Linked DNA regions of Mus musculus: region 2 is linked to region 1. A link is a contact called in public Hi-C data. All regions are on one chromosome and are shown on one strand. The core of a region is the stretch at or near the end of the contact, and the rest is flanking DNA. Distances in the headings are between cores, read along the strand shown. Region 1 overlaps Kmt2e (lysine (K)-specific methyltransferase 2E). Region 2 overlaps Srpk2 (serine/arginine-rich protein specific kinase 2).

Region 1 (6,989 bases), core at 2,292-4,791:
AGAAACCAAAGTCAGAGCAAACAAGTGGCAGAAGCGCATGGTGGTGCATATGTCTTTAGGCTTTTGCTGTCACAGCACTGTTAGCAAGAGTAAAGCAGTGATGTATGACCTGTAGGTGTTGGGTTTTGACATCCCATGTGTGTGTAGGGGCTTCTGTTCTAGCAGTGGTAGATTCAGTACAGTAGATCACTGAGTAGGGCTGGAAGAGCACTGGCTGCGCTCACAGAGCTCCTGAGCTCAATTCCCAGCAACCACATGGTGGCTCACAGCCATCTGCAATGGGATCCAATGCCCTCTTCTGCTGTGTCTGAAGACAGCTACTGTACTCTTAATATACATATAAATAAATCTTTAAAAGAAAATTACTAAGGTTATTTTTGTCTTGTAACAAGACAGAAAGTTGAACAAAATAGAGAAGTTTTCCGAGTTTTATTAGAATTTCATTTTATAAGAGAATTATTTTTGGTTTTGGGGGCAGGATTTTTCTGTGTAGCTCTGGCTGTCCTGGATGGAACTTGTTCTGTAGACCAAAGCAGCTTCAAATTCAGAGATCCATCTGACTCTTCATCCCAAGGGCTGGGATTAAAGGCCTATGCCGCCACTGCCCAGCATTTTAGTTATTTTTAAAATATTTTTACTTTTAATTATATGTAGGTGTTTGAGCTTGCATGTGGGTATTTGTACATGATGGAACTTGCCTGCGGATGCCAGAAACATCTGATGCCTTGGAGCTGGAGCTCCATATGCTTGTGAGCCACCTGATATGGGTGCTGAGAACTGAACTGGAGTCATCTCTAGAAACAGCAAGTGCTATTGACGGCTAAGCCATCTCTCTAGCCCATTTCATTTATAATAGGATGTCTTGTGTTCTTTCTAGACTTATCTCTGTTACTCCAGCCATCTTAACTATGAATTCATTACATGAGCAAACAGATTGAAGTAGAAGTCCAGAAGGGAAATGCTCCTGGAGCTAGAAAGTAGGAAGAGGTACAAATTGGAAGGATCCCGTTGTTTCCCTCCTAGTGTTTACACAAAGAAAAGTTACTTTTCCTCTTCAGAAACTGCAAATTTGATGCTTACTAGTGTATCTTTTAATTACTATTACTTTTTTTTTTTCTGTGCAGCTTGTTAGAAATTGTAACAAACTGTTAGGCTTTTGTTTTGTTTTGTTTTTTTAATGAAATGAGCAGTTAAAAAAAGATGACATGTGTGATTTAGTAATGAATTACTGGGCTGGAGAGATGGCTTAGCAGTTAGCAAGCACACTCTTTTCTTGCAGAAAACCTGAGTTTGGTCCCGAGTACCCACACCAGTGGCTCACAGCTGCTCACAGACACATACATACATAAATAAAAATAATAAAAATCAATTGTATTTAAAAAGAAAATTACTCTGGAGGAGGACTCCTCATCCTGTGTTCAGTAATTCTGTTAAAACTGAAAAATGTGACTAAGAACACTAAACTAAGCTAAAGAAGTTCTTTCTGCCTTCTTTCTGTCACTAATATACAGCTGGGAGCTCTTATAGCCAAGAATTACTTTTTTTTTTTTTTAAGATTTATTTATTTATTTATTTATTTATTTATTTATTTATTTATTTATTTATTTAATGTGAAGAGGGCATTGGATCTAATTACAGGTGGCTATGAGCCACCATGTGGTTGCTGGGAATTGAACTCATGACCTCTGGAAGAGCAGTAAGTGTTCTTAACCCCTGAGCCATCTCTCCAGCCCCAAGAATTACTTTATAAGTTGTTTTCCTCATTTGCAAAAAAAGAAGTTTGAAGTCTTGGTAAATAAAACTTTTTCCAAATTTGAGACTCAAATTTCTTTGTTTTCGTTTTGCTTTGTTTTTTGTTTTTGCTTTGTTTGTTTGCTTGCTTGCTTTGCTTTACTGTAGTATGTGACATTTTAGTGTCACTAGAGCCACCTGTTGACAGAATTCATTAATTTGTTGGTGCCTGGATATTCTGAGTTGGAATATGTATAATTTAAGATGCTAAAATGATTTGTCTACAATGAAATGTTTACAGTATATTTTATCCACTTTCCATCAGTACTTTTTTTTTTTTTTTGGTTTTTCGAGACAGGGTTTCTCTGTATAGCCCTGGCTGTCCTGGAACTCACTTTGTAGACCAGGCTGGCCTTGAACTCAGAAATCCACCTGCCTCTGCCTCCCAAGTGCTGGGATTAAAGGTGTGCGCCACCACGCCCAGCTTTTATCAGTACTTAACTATTTTCTGATTCCTTAAATTTTTTTTCTTACATTTTCATTTACTTTGGGTGTGCAGGTGTGTGGATGCCATGACATTTGTATAGAGGTCAAAGAATAACATACAGGAACTGGTTCTCTTTTGTTAGCCAACTTGAGTGCAGGGGTGGAAAAAAGGGCTTGCTGATCTTCCGGAGGATCAGAGAGTGGGTCCTAGCACCCACATCAGTTGGCTTAAAAATGCTGATAAGCCTTTTACTATTTAATAACTAAGAGCACTTACTGAAATTACTAATTTTTACTTAAGTCACTATATCACTAGGTATAATTAACATGCTAGTAAATGTTATAGGAATGGTGGGAACAGTGTAGATTAATGGGAAGAATTCTAGACCAGTTTAAGACATCTAAGCTTTTGTATTTTTCCTTATTAAATATCATGTTGGAGCTGGAAGATAGCTTAGTAATTAAGAGCACTGGCTGTTCTTTCAGAGTATACCAAACCTTGAGTACTTTCACCAATTTCTCATCTCACAACTATAAATAACTCTAGTTCCAAGGGATCTCTTGTTGCCTCAGGTGCCAGGCATGCTCATGGTGCACAGACATACATGGAATTAAAGTATCCATACACATTTCAAACAACAATAAAACCTTCCATGTTTGTAGGACATCATTTTATACATGTGAAAATTGAGACCCAGAGTTGGTATGTAGTATGATACCTAGTGCCTGTAGTAGAAGGGTTAGAACTTGAGAGTTTGTAACACTTAGAACAGATTAATATAAAGACCTGAGATGGGACTTTGGTCTTTAAATATCACCTAGGTAACAACTGAACAACACTTAAGAACAAAGAGTCTGTTTTCCTGGCTGGTCTTGTCTCACTATACTCAGTCCATACCAGCAGGACTCAGTACCTGATCTCCATGGTAGCCTTGTGATAGCATTCTATCAGGAGTCCATTGCCACCAGTCGTAGACCAAGACAGTAATGCTACTTTCCTTTCCGTCTCCAAGTCACCTAAGAAAAAGGGAGCTGCACGCTGAAACTCCTGTAGGGCCAGGTGCAACCCGGCCTTCCCACATGCTGTTAGACGCACTCTAGCAGTGCATCCTCCACAGCCCCTAATCCCAAGTCAGAGGTAAACCTGCAGGCTCAACTGTCCACCCTTGACTTCATGGCTCTTCCTCTCATTTCTACAGTTCCTTGGTCTCTTCTGCAAATGTAGGTCTCTACAGATTCTTGGAACCTTGCATACTTTCCTTTGTCTTCGCTTGCTTGACACATACAACTGGGCTTTTTCTTTTAACAATGCCACTGTTGCATTAAATCTACTGCCTGGATTCTCATGTCAGGGAAGGAAGTAGGGAAGGCTGTGGGTTTACTCTAAGGCCTCACTTAGGCGGAGCATGTCATTTGTCACTGATTATCAACCCCAGCCCTGTATGGCCTGGTCATGTGGCAGAATTCTCTACCTTTCTCTTTATTTTCTATTATCATAAAAATAAGTGTATTTTTTTAAATCTGCCTTTAGGTGTACAGTTTCAAGTATCATTAAGTGCATACAGGCTATCAAGGAGCTGTCACCAATTTCTAAATGTTTTCCTCACTCTAAACAAAAACTTTATTAAATAATAATTTATTCCTAGCACTTTGCACATTGTATTTGGTTTCTGTCTCTGCCTATTCTAAGTCCCTCTTATATGGGGAATCGTAAAATGTTTATAGTTTTGTGCCTGGCTTATTTTACTAGTGTGAATTTTAAAAACCACGTGTGCACGGTTATGTACTCAGGAGTGCAGCTGCCCTGCAGAAGACAGAGGAGGGCATCAGGTCCCTCTTGAACCAGAGTTACTGGTGCTTTTAAGCCAACTGATGTGGGTGTTGGGAACCAAACTCTATTCTCCTGGAAGTACACACTCTTCCCCTCACCCCCACCCCCACCCCTTTAAGCTGGATAAATTGAATACTTTAAAAAAATCCTTTTTAATTTTTTGAGATTATAAAATAAATCATTTGCCCTTTCCATTTCCTCTCTCTATGCCCTCCCACACACCCCTTTCTCTTGCTCTCTTGAATTTATGGCCTCTTTTTGTTAATAGTTCTTTGTGTGTGTGTTAAGTATTGAATAACCAATTGATGTGCTCTTCCTTAGGGAAGACTATTTCAGCTGCTCTCAGCATTCCTTAGTTGCCTGTAGTTGTTTGTGTGGGGTTGAAGCCCTTTGGTCTTTCCTCTATCAGCTTTGGCATGTTGTTGTCTCATTCAGCTCATGTTTAAGTATTAATCTTGGTGAGACTTCATGGGTGTAGGTTCTGATAATTACTTGGAAATGCTGTCTTAGCAAACTGTGACCCTCTGGCTCTTACAGTCTTTCCTAATACTCTCTCTTGGTGTCCCCAGCCTTACCTGGGGGAGGTTTTGTAGATGTGTCCATTGCAACTGGGCTCCACAGCTGTGCATGTGATTGCTTGTGTTTTTCTGTAATGATCTCTGTTTCTGGGAAGTTTCTTTGATGGGGGTGAAGGGTGGTGTGAGGACAAATATTTAGAATGTAGTTAGGGATTATACTGGATTAGTAAAGTGGTGGTTATACGTTCCTCTCCAAGATCTATGACTTTACTAGCCCTGTTTGTTTAAATAATTTTTTTAGTACATTTGCTTATTTGTTGTTTGCTTATGTATGTGTCTGGACTCCAATGCCACCATGCATCTGTAGAGGTCAGAGGACAGCTCTCAGGAATCTGTTCCTTATTCTACTTGTGGAATTGTATCATGTTGTGAATCGTGACAAGTTTCTGTTCACGGAGCTATCTCACTAATCCTAATGCAATTTATTGATGACACATTATGCCTATGTATTATCTAGGCATTTATGTAGGCATGTAAATTAGCTATATAAAACAGTAGCTACTATAGACACAAAATATTTTTTGTTATTTTCTTAGCCCTGCTGTTAAGAAAGCTTTGTAATGTTTTAGGAGATTTTAGAAGGAAATGATTATAGCAGCTTGTTACTATTAGTTTTTACTCAACTATTATTCATATGCAAGTTTAGTAAGCCTTCTTAGATTTAATAATTTTCTGATTGAACATTGAAAAGATTTCTAGTTTCATGAATGAATATTGATATAACAGACATGTTAAATCAGTGGTCTATGTAAGGAAGTGTTCTATCCTAAGGAAGTTGCTTCCTTTGGATAAATCCCTCAAACTGGTGCTACTGAGTCGAATGATGTTTGTTAAACTTGGAAATCCCCTTGCCTTAGCCTCACGAGTACTGATCTTTCTATTTTAATTAAATGCTGTATTATAGTTAAGGACAATCATTAAAAATGTCAACCAGGAGTAAAAAAGCACTTTCTGTTTAAGCCCAATGGCCTGAGTCCTATCCTCTGATCCCCAGAGGAAGAAGAGAATAAAAGTCTGCTCCCCATATGTGTGGTGACACTTGTACAACCTGTATAGCACACATACATATCACACACGCAACAGTAGTAAACATTTTAAAGTAATAAATGTCATTCAATATTTTTTTTTTTAAAGATTTATTTATTCATTATACGTAAGTACACTGTAGCTGTCTTCAGACACTCCAGAAGAGGGCGTCAGATCCTGTTACGGATGGTTGTGAGCCACCATGTGGTTGCTGGGATTTGAACTCCTGACCTTTGGAAGAGCAGTCGGGTGCTCTTACCCACTGAGCCATCTCACCAGCCCGTCATTCAATATTTTTATAACATGTTTCCTTGTTTTAAAAATTGCTTTCGGCCAGGCGGTGGTGGCGCACGCCTTTAGTCCCAGCACTCAGGAGGCACAGGCAGGCGGATTTCTGAGTTCAAGGCCAGCCTGGTCTACAGAGTGAGTTCCAGGACAGCCAGGGCTACACAGAGAAACCCTGTCTCAGAAACCAAAAAAAAAAAAAAATTGCTTTCAGTGCACCCTCAAGATGACATGTATGTAACAGTGCTCGCACCAAGCATGATGGCCTTAGTTGGCTTCTTAGAATCCACATGATGGAAGGAGAGAGCTGACTCTCAAAAGGTGCTCTGTGATCTGTGTGGGTACCATGTTACCAAATGTACACACAAGCACACATTAAATAAATACATTTAAAGTTATTTTAAAAACTACTTGTAAGTACAAAAATTCAACACAGAGATGTTCTTAAAACCTTCTGCTTTCTTACATGGCCTTTCTTTCTCGTCACTATTGCAGCCATGTTTGCATCGTGATACTCTGAAAAGTATTTTGCTCTTTCACATACTTGAACTCATCTACGTTTACCTGAAAACTTGATTTCATTTCATTAGCTACTCCACATTACCAGTTTTACCCACATTCTTCAGGAACAGTGTAATTAGATTATACACTTAAGAGTGAGTCTTCTACTTTTGCCACACTTCCTTCGCATAGCTTTAATGATGGTATTATAGATCATTGCTGTAATTCAACTTTTTTTTCCAAGTTAGGCAGGCATGGTGGTGTATGCCTGTAATCTCAGTATTTAGGAAGTGGAGGCAGGAGGATTAGGAGTTCAAGGCTAGGGTTAGCTACATAGTGATTTCTAGCTTGCACTACATGGGATTATTACCCACCCTCACAAAAGGAGGCCAGCATGGTAGGTCACTCTGTCATCTTTTTTTTTTTTTCCTGTTTTTTTTTTTTTTTTTTTTTTTTTCCTGAGACAGGGTTTCTCTGTGTAGCTCTGGCTGTCCTGGAACTCACTTTGTAGACCAGGCTGGCCTCAAACTCAAAACTCCGCCTTCCTCTGC
Region 2 (6,989 bases), core at 1,228-3,727, 110 kb after region 1:
CAAGACACATTGGCCTAAGTGAAAGAGAATTCTTCATGAAGAAAAAAGCCTTTTCTTAACCCAGTCCAAAGCTACTGGGCAGGGCCAGGCAACAAGGGCCAGGCAGGAAGGAAAGGGAGAGACAACCAATAAAGCAGTGCCTGGTGCCTGTAACTTGGCACACAGAGAAGGCAGCTAAGTAAACAGAACACAAAGATGAGGACCTGGTCTGCAGTGACAAAGTTTACAGAATGGAAAAAGAGGAAACCAGGCTGCACCTTCTGATTCTGCAGCAGAGCTAGAGGTATCAGATTAAGCAAGATCTTGTATTGGGTATATTTATTAGCATTAGGGTAATTTTAATTATTTCATTAGTGCTAATAGTTGTCATTATTGCTTTCAAAACTGTGACAGCTAAAGACAGACACACAGCTTTTTTTGTTTACTTTTATCGGATTAGGCCCAATATACAGACATAAATGTACAGGAAGGATTGGGGGTCACTGTGCTCCCTTCAAACAGCCCAGTCCATTCTTAGAATTCTGTTACAGTTTAAGCTTCCACATATCTCAAGGGTCAGAGGTTGAAGGCTTCATTACCAGCCCACGGTACCACTGCCAAGTAGCAGCAGAACCTTTGGAAGGTGGGACCTAACCACGAGTCAGATTATTGTAGGGCTCCTGCCTTTCCTTTCTGGCCACTTTCTAGACATGACACAATACGGCTGGTTGGAAGGGGGGCAACAGGAGGGGGTGTGTGTGCAGGCACAGACTGGAACCTAATACCGTGAATTAAAATAAGTCTCTTTTTTTTCCTTTTGAATATCTCAAGTAATTCTGTCACACAACAGATTCCTTGAATGTACTTGTATCAGTAATTTGAGACAAACTGTTATAGTCCATACAGAATTTCAGACACATCTGATATATGCAATGCTAATTAAAGGCACAAGTTACTCATTCCTTGTAAAGATGAGAGAGGAGTATACCAGGACACCAGCTTGAGCACACAACTGTGAGTGTGCACACACAAACAAAAGGTGTCACCGTCTCTAATGTGCCTTATTGAGATTGACGTTAATACTCTTAGAATGTCTAGAGTTCCACAAACTTTACCTAGAATCAGCCCTAACTGGAGGACTCTTCGTGCTTAGTCCTCTATTTGGGAATGAAATGTCCCCTAGGTTGGTTCAGAGGTATGAGAATCGGCTTCATCTCTTCACGCGTACTGTGAACGACATACAGCGTTCATGCCAGCAGGGTTGAACTTAACTTGCTGAAGAGAAGGGCTCCCAAATAATGACCCCTACAGGTCAATTGCAAGGTCATTATACACTGTGCAGCGCTCCTTGTGACAACCACATTTCCAAAACCAAGAAACACAGACACACAGGGAGGGTGGTGAGCTCCCCCTCCTGGCTTCTGTAAACTGCATCCTCATCTTTTGTTAGATGGCATAGTCTCTGGTGTCAGAATTATGACAGATGCTGAGGAGATTCACTCTCTTTTCTAATGAAAATAGTGGCTCTAGGGGCTGGAGAGATGGCTCAGCAGTTAAGAGCACTGACTGCTCTTCCAGAGGTCCTGAGTTCAGTTCCCAGCCCCCACACGGTGGCTCCCAACATCTCATATGTCATCTCATATGTTCCAAGGGATCGGACGCTCCCTTATGACCTCTGATGCTACCAGGTAAGCATGCGGTGCTCAAGCAGAGATAATTAGGCAAAACACGTAGACACATACATTTTTTAAGATCTTTAAAAAAAAAAAAGAAAAGGAAAGGAAATGTTAATTGTATGGGCAAACACCTGTCCCTATTAAAGAATAAAATTACAGGAACTTAGTTCTTTTACTTTTATAACAGAATGACCCAGTCTTGTTCTCAGCAGACAATTGGGTTGTAACAGCACAAATGACTGCTTCCACTAGATAATGAAAATCTGCTGAGACACTACAGGTCTGGAGACTCACTAAGGGCTGATGGTTTTCACGCATGCATCTCCGCCATAGCCTTATGCTATACAGAATCTGAATTACATGCTTAAAATCTGCAGCAGAGAAACTATTTACCAACAACATAGCAGCTCAGCTCTGCAGAGAATGAGAATCCAAGTGAGCCAGACAAAGCATTGCTGCAACTTCCTTTTCATGAAGACCTTCAGGCTCCAGCCTATACAAAGGACAACCAGTGTGTGCCCCTGCGGTCTCCATATTCATCACACACCATGCTGGCCACTTAGGACTTTTAACTCTACATGTTCAGTCTTAAAGTCAATACAAGAATGTTCTAATCTGCTGAGCAGTGGTGGCATGTGCTTGACTTTAAATCCAACATACCCTGCCTTAAAAAAAAAAAAAAAAAAAGAATAATCAACTTCAATGGTTTCTGTGTCTTCTGTAGAATCATGGATAAAAACAAAACCTGCCATGCGGCACAGCACCAGAACCAGCCCACAGAATGTCTTCCTCATTAAGTACAATGCCATGAAAGGTTCTCTGGGGAATAGATGAGCACTACTCACTGTGCTGCTACACAGGGAAGGGAATGCTTCCCTTTAGCCACACTTAAGTTCTAACCAGCTTCTGTCAGGAGCCTGGCGCCTCCTCCTCCCCATGTTCTCCTTGGATGACCTTTATCTGTGATTATGAGGGATCAAACGCGTCTGAGTATGCCTACGACGTGTGCACATACACACGTTTCCTTCTCTGACAGTGCTCTAAGTGCATTATTCTAGAGTCAACTTAAGAGGCTAATTTAATAAACACCAAGTGACGCCATGCTCAGCACACAGGAAAGCAAGGCCACCCTGTCAGTCCAGCACATTACCTTTGCAGTAATCTGCGGGGTCCTCCTGCTCCTCATCATCTGACCCCAGAATCTCCTCCTCTGGCTCTGGGGGTGCGGGGTCTGGCAGTGGTGGTGGCGGTGGTGGTGGTGGAGGAGGAGGAACTAAAGGAGCTTTCTGTTGAGGCTCCGGCCTGAAACAGAAAGAAAAAAAATCAATTTACAATAAGCAAATCATGCATTATGGAAAAATTTGAGTTTCTTGGTTTAAGGAAAAACAGAACCTGCCACACATTAAGAAATGCTAACTAAAGTCATGTCACTCATTTTAGTGAAATTCAAACAATGCTTTTCACACAGGCAGGAAGGGTGGCAGCCTTTCTGTTCATTAACAAAGGAGTGTGTTTCACAAGCATCTACTCATTCAGGAGTTCAATTAATTTTTAAGGCTTGACAAAATAAATTTTTATTGTAATGAAAGAGTACCCAACTCCAGAATGCACAACTTTGTAAGTTATAACAAGGACAGCTATTACAGGAAAGATGCTAGCTTGTCCTGAGATGGTATGTAAAACCAGGATCAGAGAAACTGTCCCAAGTACCCACCCATCCAACCATCCACCCACCCATCCATCCATCCATCCATCCATCCATCCATCCATCCATCCATCCATCCATCCATTTTGAAGGGGAAATACAACCTCTTGGCCGAATCTGAGAGCCCTGCCAGCCTTTAAAACATCATTCTTAGCATGAGTTTACTATAGCTAATGAATGGGCGCTATCAACACTGAAACAAACTGCCACAAGTAAAGGAAGGTAGAAAAATGGGAATGAGGAGAAATGTCAACATCGTTAGAAAGGAGTAGAGCTGCAGATAACATGGAAAGGAGAGGGCAGACACAATCAAGTAATGGTGTCATTAGCAGGACAACTAAAAACACTTAAGTAGAGGGCCCAAATTCCAGTAAGGACTTGGGGAAGTGAAACATTTTCCTGAATGCTTTATAAAGACTGCCCTGAAGAATAAAACATCCCAGGAATGGGGCAAGGGAGCAGAGACAGGTAGGTCAGAAAGGTGAGGTCACATATTTTCCCCTACAAAGAGCCCAGAGAAGGCGGAATCCATCTGAGGATTTTGTTCATTACACTTTGAAACCTGCTAGAAATCTAATGAATGTAGTCAGAATCCTTGAATGTGTTTCTATCAGTGGTTTTAGACAGTTATAGTCCATTTCACTAACCTTCAAGTACATCTGACACATGCAGTGCTAATTAAAGGCACAAGTTTCTTACCAAGTTTACCATGTGTCAATAACATACATATACATAAATGTGTAAACACAGACTCTGTGGCCACCAAAACTGCACCTAGATGCTAACAATGACCTACACAGAGTGCTGGAGCTTCGTGCACACAACCTCTCCTCAGCAGGACAGAAAGAAAACACCCATGACCCTCCGGAACTGCGGTCTCACATTGTTACCCAATTGCTGCACTGCCCACATTGCTTAACAAACTTGCAGACTTGTATTCTAAGAGCAAAGGCCTTAACTCCTTTCCCTCTGTAAGGATTGCATTGAACATGACGTTGGCAGAAAGTACTTGAAATTCAGTTCTCTCTGTTAGAAGACAGACAGTATACTGTGGTAACGCCATAATGGTTCACTGGCCTATCATCTCAGAACAGCTGGAACCGCACTGCATAACGCAGCAGCCACCAAACAGTTCTGGAGCAGTGAGTAGGCAGTCAGAACTGAGGTAGCTGTGTGAAATACACACTGGTCCAAGAACAGGTAAAAGATCTTCGCATTTTTTGTGCACTACATTTTAAATATCCTATACATGAGTTAAAGTGTATGACTGACATTAGCTCCCCTTGACTCTCTTTACTTTCCCTAATGTGGCCACACATTTAATGTGAAATCTTATCTGACAGAGTAGAGTATGTTTCTACCGGGTGGTAACCCCCCGAGGCAGAGCAGCAGGTTAGCCTCACAGGCACACTCCTGGTCACCCCAGGGATAACAAGTTCTTCTAAAGCTTTGCTTAGCATCCCCACATAGTGACACCACTTCTCGCAGGGCACACCAACTCAGCTCAAGTGCCAGTGCACTGTCCACACATGCTCCATGAGTCTTTTGGCATGCATCCATACTTACTACTACACCACATACGAGCCATACTGTACCATCTGAGGGAAGACAGGGCCTTATTGTAGAATAGGCTGGCCTCAAATGTGCTATGCATCTGAAACAGAGTTTGAACTACTGATCTTCCTGTTTCTGTCTCTCAAATGCTCGAATTACAGCATATACCACAGACCAGCTGAGGCAGTATGGTTTAAAAAAGTTTCTAGCCGGGCAGTGGTGAGGCACGCCTTTAATCCCAGCACCAGGGAGGCAGAGGATACTACTGAGATTTTAAGCCCCCACCATCATGCTTCGCCTTCAAAAGAAAAGTTTTCATCCTACGCCCCAAAAAAGGAAACAAACAAACAACAACAACAGCTAAGTGGCAGTGTTGCACACCTTTAATACCAGCACAGGTAGGTGGATTTCTGAGTTCAAGACCAGCCTGGTCTATAGAGCAAGTTCCAGGACAGCCAGGGCTACAGAGAGAAACCTTACCTCAAAACAAAAACAAAAACAAAAACAAAAACAAAGCATTAAAAAAAAAAACACCATCAGAAAACGAAGAGTTCATTCACCAGAAAAAAAAGATTTCAAAATTAAATAACTAAAAAGAGACAAAAGGAAGTTCAATGTAGGACACTTGCTCACCACTAACAAAGTTCTAAGTCAATCACAGACACCAAGAGGGCAGAGGACGAGTGTTTCTAAAGTACACATGCGAGTGATCAAAACACAAAGCGGTGGCCTGTGACATCACTTGGCTGTTTTAATTGTTAACTTGATCATAATACTCTAGGATCATATGGAAAGTGTCTCAACAAGGAACTGTATACATCAAGCTGGACTGTGGGCGCTCAGGGAAGGGAATGTCTTGATTATGTTATCTCTGAAGAAAGACCCAGGCCACTATGGGTGGCACCATTCCGTAGGCAAGAGATCCTGACCTCTGAGGTGAGCAGAGCAATTGGACACTAACAGGCATGCATGCCTTTCTCTCTCTGATGCTGACTGTGTGCGTGGTATGATCAGCTGCTTCAAGTTTCTGCCTTCATTTCCCTGCAATAATGGACCATAACTTGGAATTATAATCTAAAATAAGCCCTTTCTCCCTAAGTCGCTTTATGTCAGGGAGTTTTATCATAGCAACAGAGATGAAAATAGAACAGGCGTTCAGGAAAGGGAGATCCACACTGCAATGAGCTGCATCCTACGCCAAGACAGCTATAATAAAGTACCCAACATTAGCAAATGTTAGGGAGGATGGAAACATGGGCCTTCATACACTGCTGATGAGAATATAGCACAGCTATTTCATACAACATTCTGGAAACTCCTTTACAAGTAAAGGGAAGGGACTCGGAGAGGTGGTTCCATAGTTAAGAGCACTGACTGCTCTTCCAGAAAACCCAGGTTCAATTCCCAGCACCCAGATGGCAGCTCATGACTAAACTTGCAACTTCAGTCCCAGAGGATCTAATGTCTCACTCTGGCTTCTATGGACACTGAACACTGGTGTGTGAACATACATACAGGTCCAACACCTGCACATATAAAAATAACAGATGAAACATTTAAAACATTTTTTTTTCTGAGACAAGGGTTTCTCTGTATAGCCCTGGCTGTCCTGGAACTCAATCTGTAGACCAGGCTGGCCTCCAACTCAGAAATCTGCCTGCCTCTGCCTCCCAAGTGCTGGGGTTAAAGGCATGCGCCACCACTACCCAGCTATATTAATTTTTTTAACAGAGGAAATGGAGCAGATGAGAAGGCTAAGTGGGTAAGGGACCTGCTACAACCTGATGACCTAGTTTTGACCATGAGACCCCTTACAATGGAAGGAGAGAACTCCTACAGGCTTTCTCTTACCCTCCACACACACAACAGCACCACTTCCAATCAATATATCAATCAATCAATCAATCAGTGCAATTTTTTTAAAAAAAGGTTACCATATGATTCAACAAGTCCATTCCTAGGTATATAAAGATATGGAATATCTCCACATAGAATCTTGTCCAAAATGTTCCCTGTAGTACTATTATCCACAGTAAATAAAGTGTAGAAGAAATAAATGTCTATTACTGTCAAAC

The links. A called contact is a pair of places that touch in the nucleus more often than the background predicts.
Region 2: a contact with region 1 is called in a Hi-C map of rod photoreceptor, with 2.6 times the contacts expected there. The contact joins two enhancer-like sites. A contact is called at or near these places in 1 of 484 Hi-C or Micro-C datasets (rod photoreceptor) and 2 of 9 other capture datasets (adipose tissue and liver).

The regions. Positions count from the first base shown.
Region 1 is chr5:23,454,335-23,461,323 of GRCm38.p6, forward strand. All of the region lies in intron 2 of Kmt2e (lysine (K)-specific methyltransferase 2E), which reads left to right. Among named protein-coding and RNA genes, the nearest start is that of Kmt2e, 23 kb to the left of the region's middle. Within about 2 kb of position 3,542, at least 12 of the 459 cell types and tissues checked have an H3K27ac peak or open chromatin away from gene starts, as enhancers often do. A contact at or near this core is called in rod photoreceptor, where this site is marked.
Region 2 is chr5:23,562,309-23,569,297 of GRCm38.p6, forward strand. It overlaps Srpk2 (serine/arginine-rich protein specific kinase 2), which reads right to left. Exons shown (of 16, transcript NM_001359173.1): 3 at 2,806-2,957. Among named protein-coding and RNA genes, the nearest start is that of Srpk2, 110 kb to the right of the region's middle. Within about 2 kb of position 2,478, at least 4 of the 459 cell types and tissues checked have an H3K27ac peak or open chromatin away from gene starts, as enhancers often do. A contact at or near this core is called in rod photoreceptor, where this site is marked.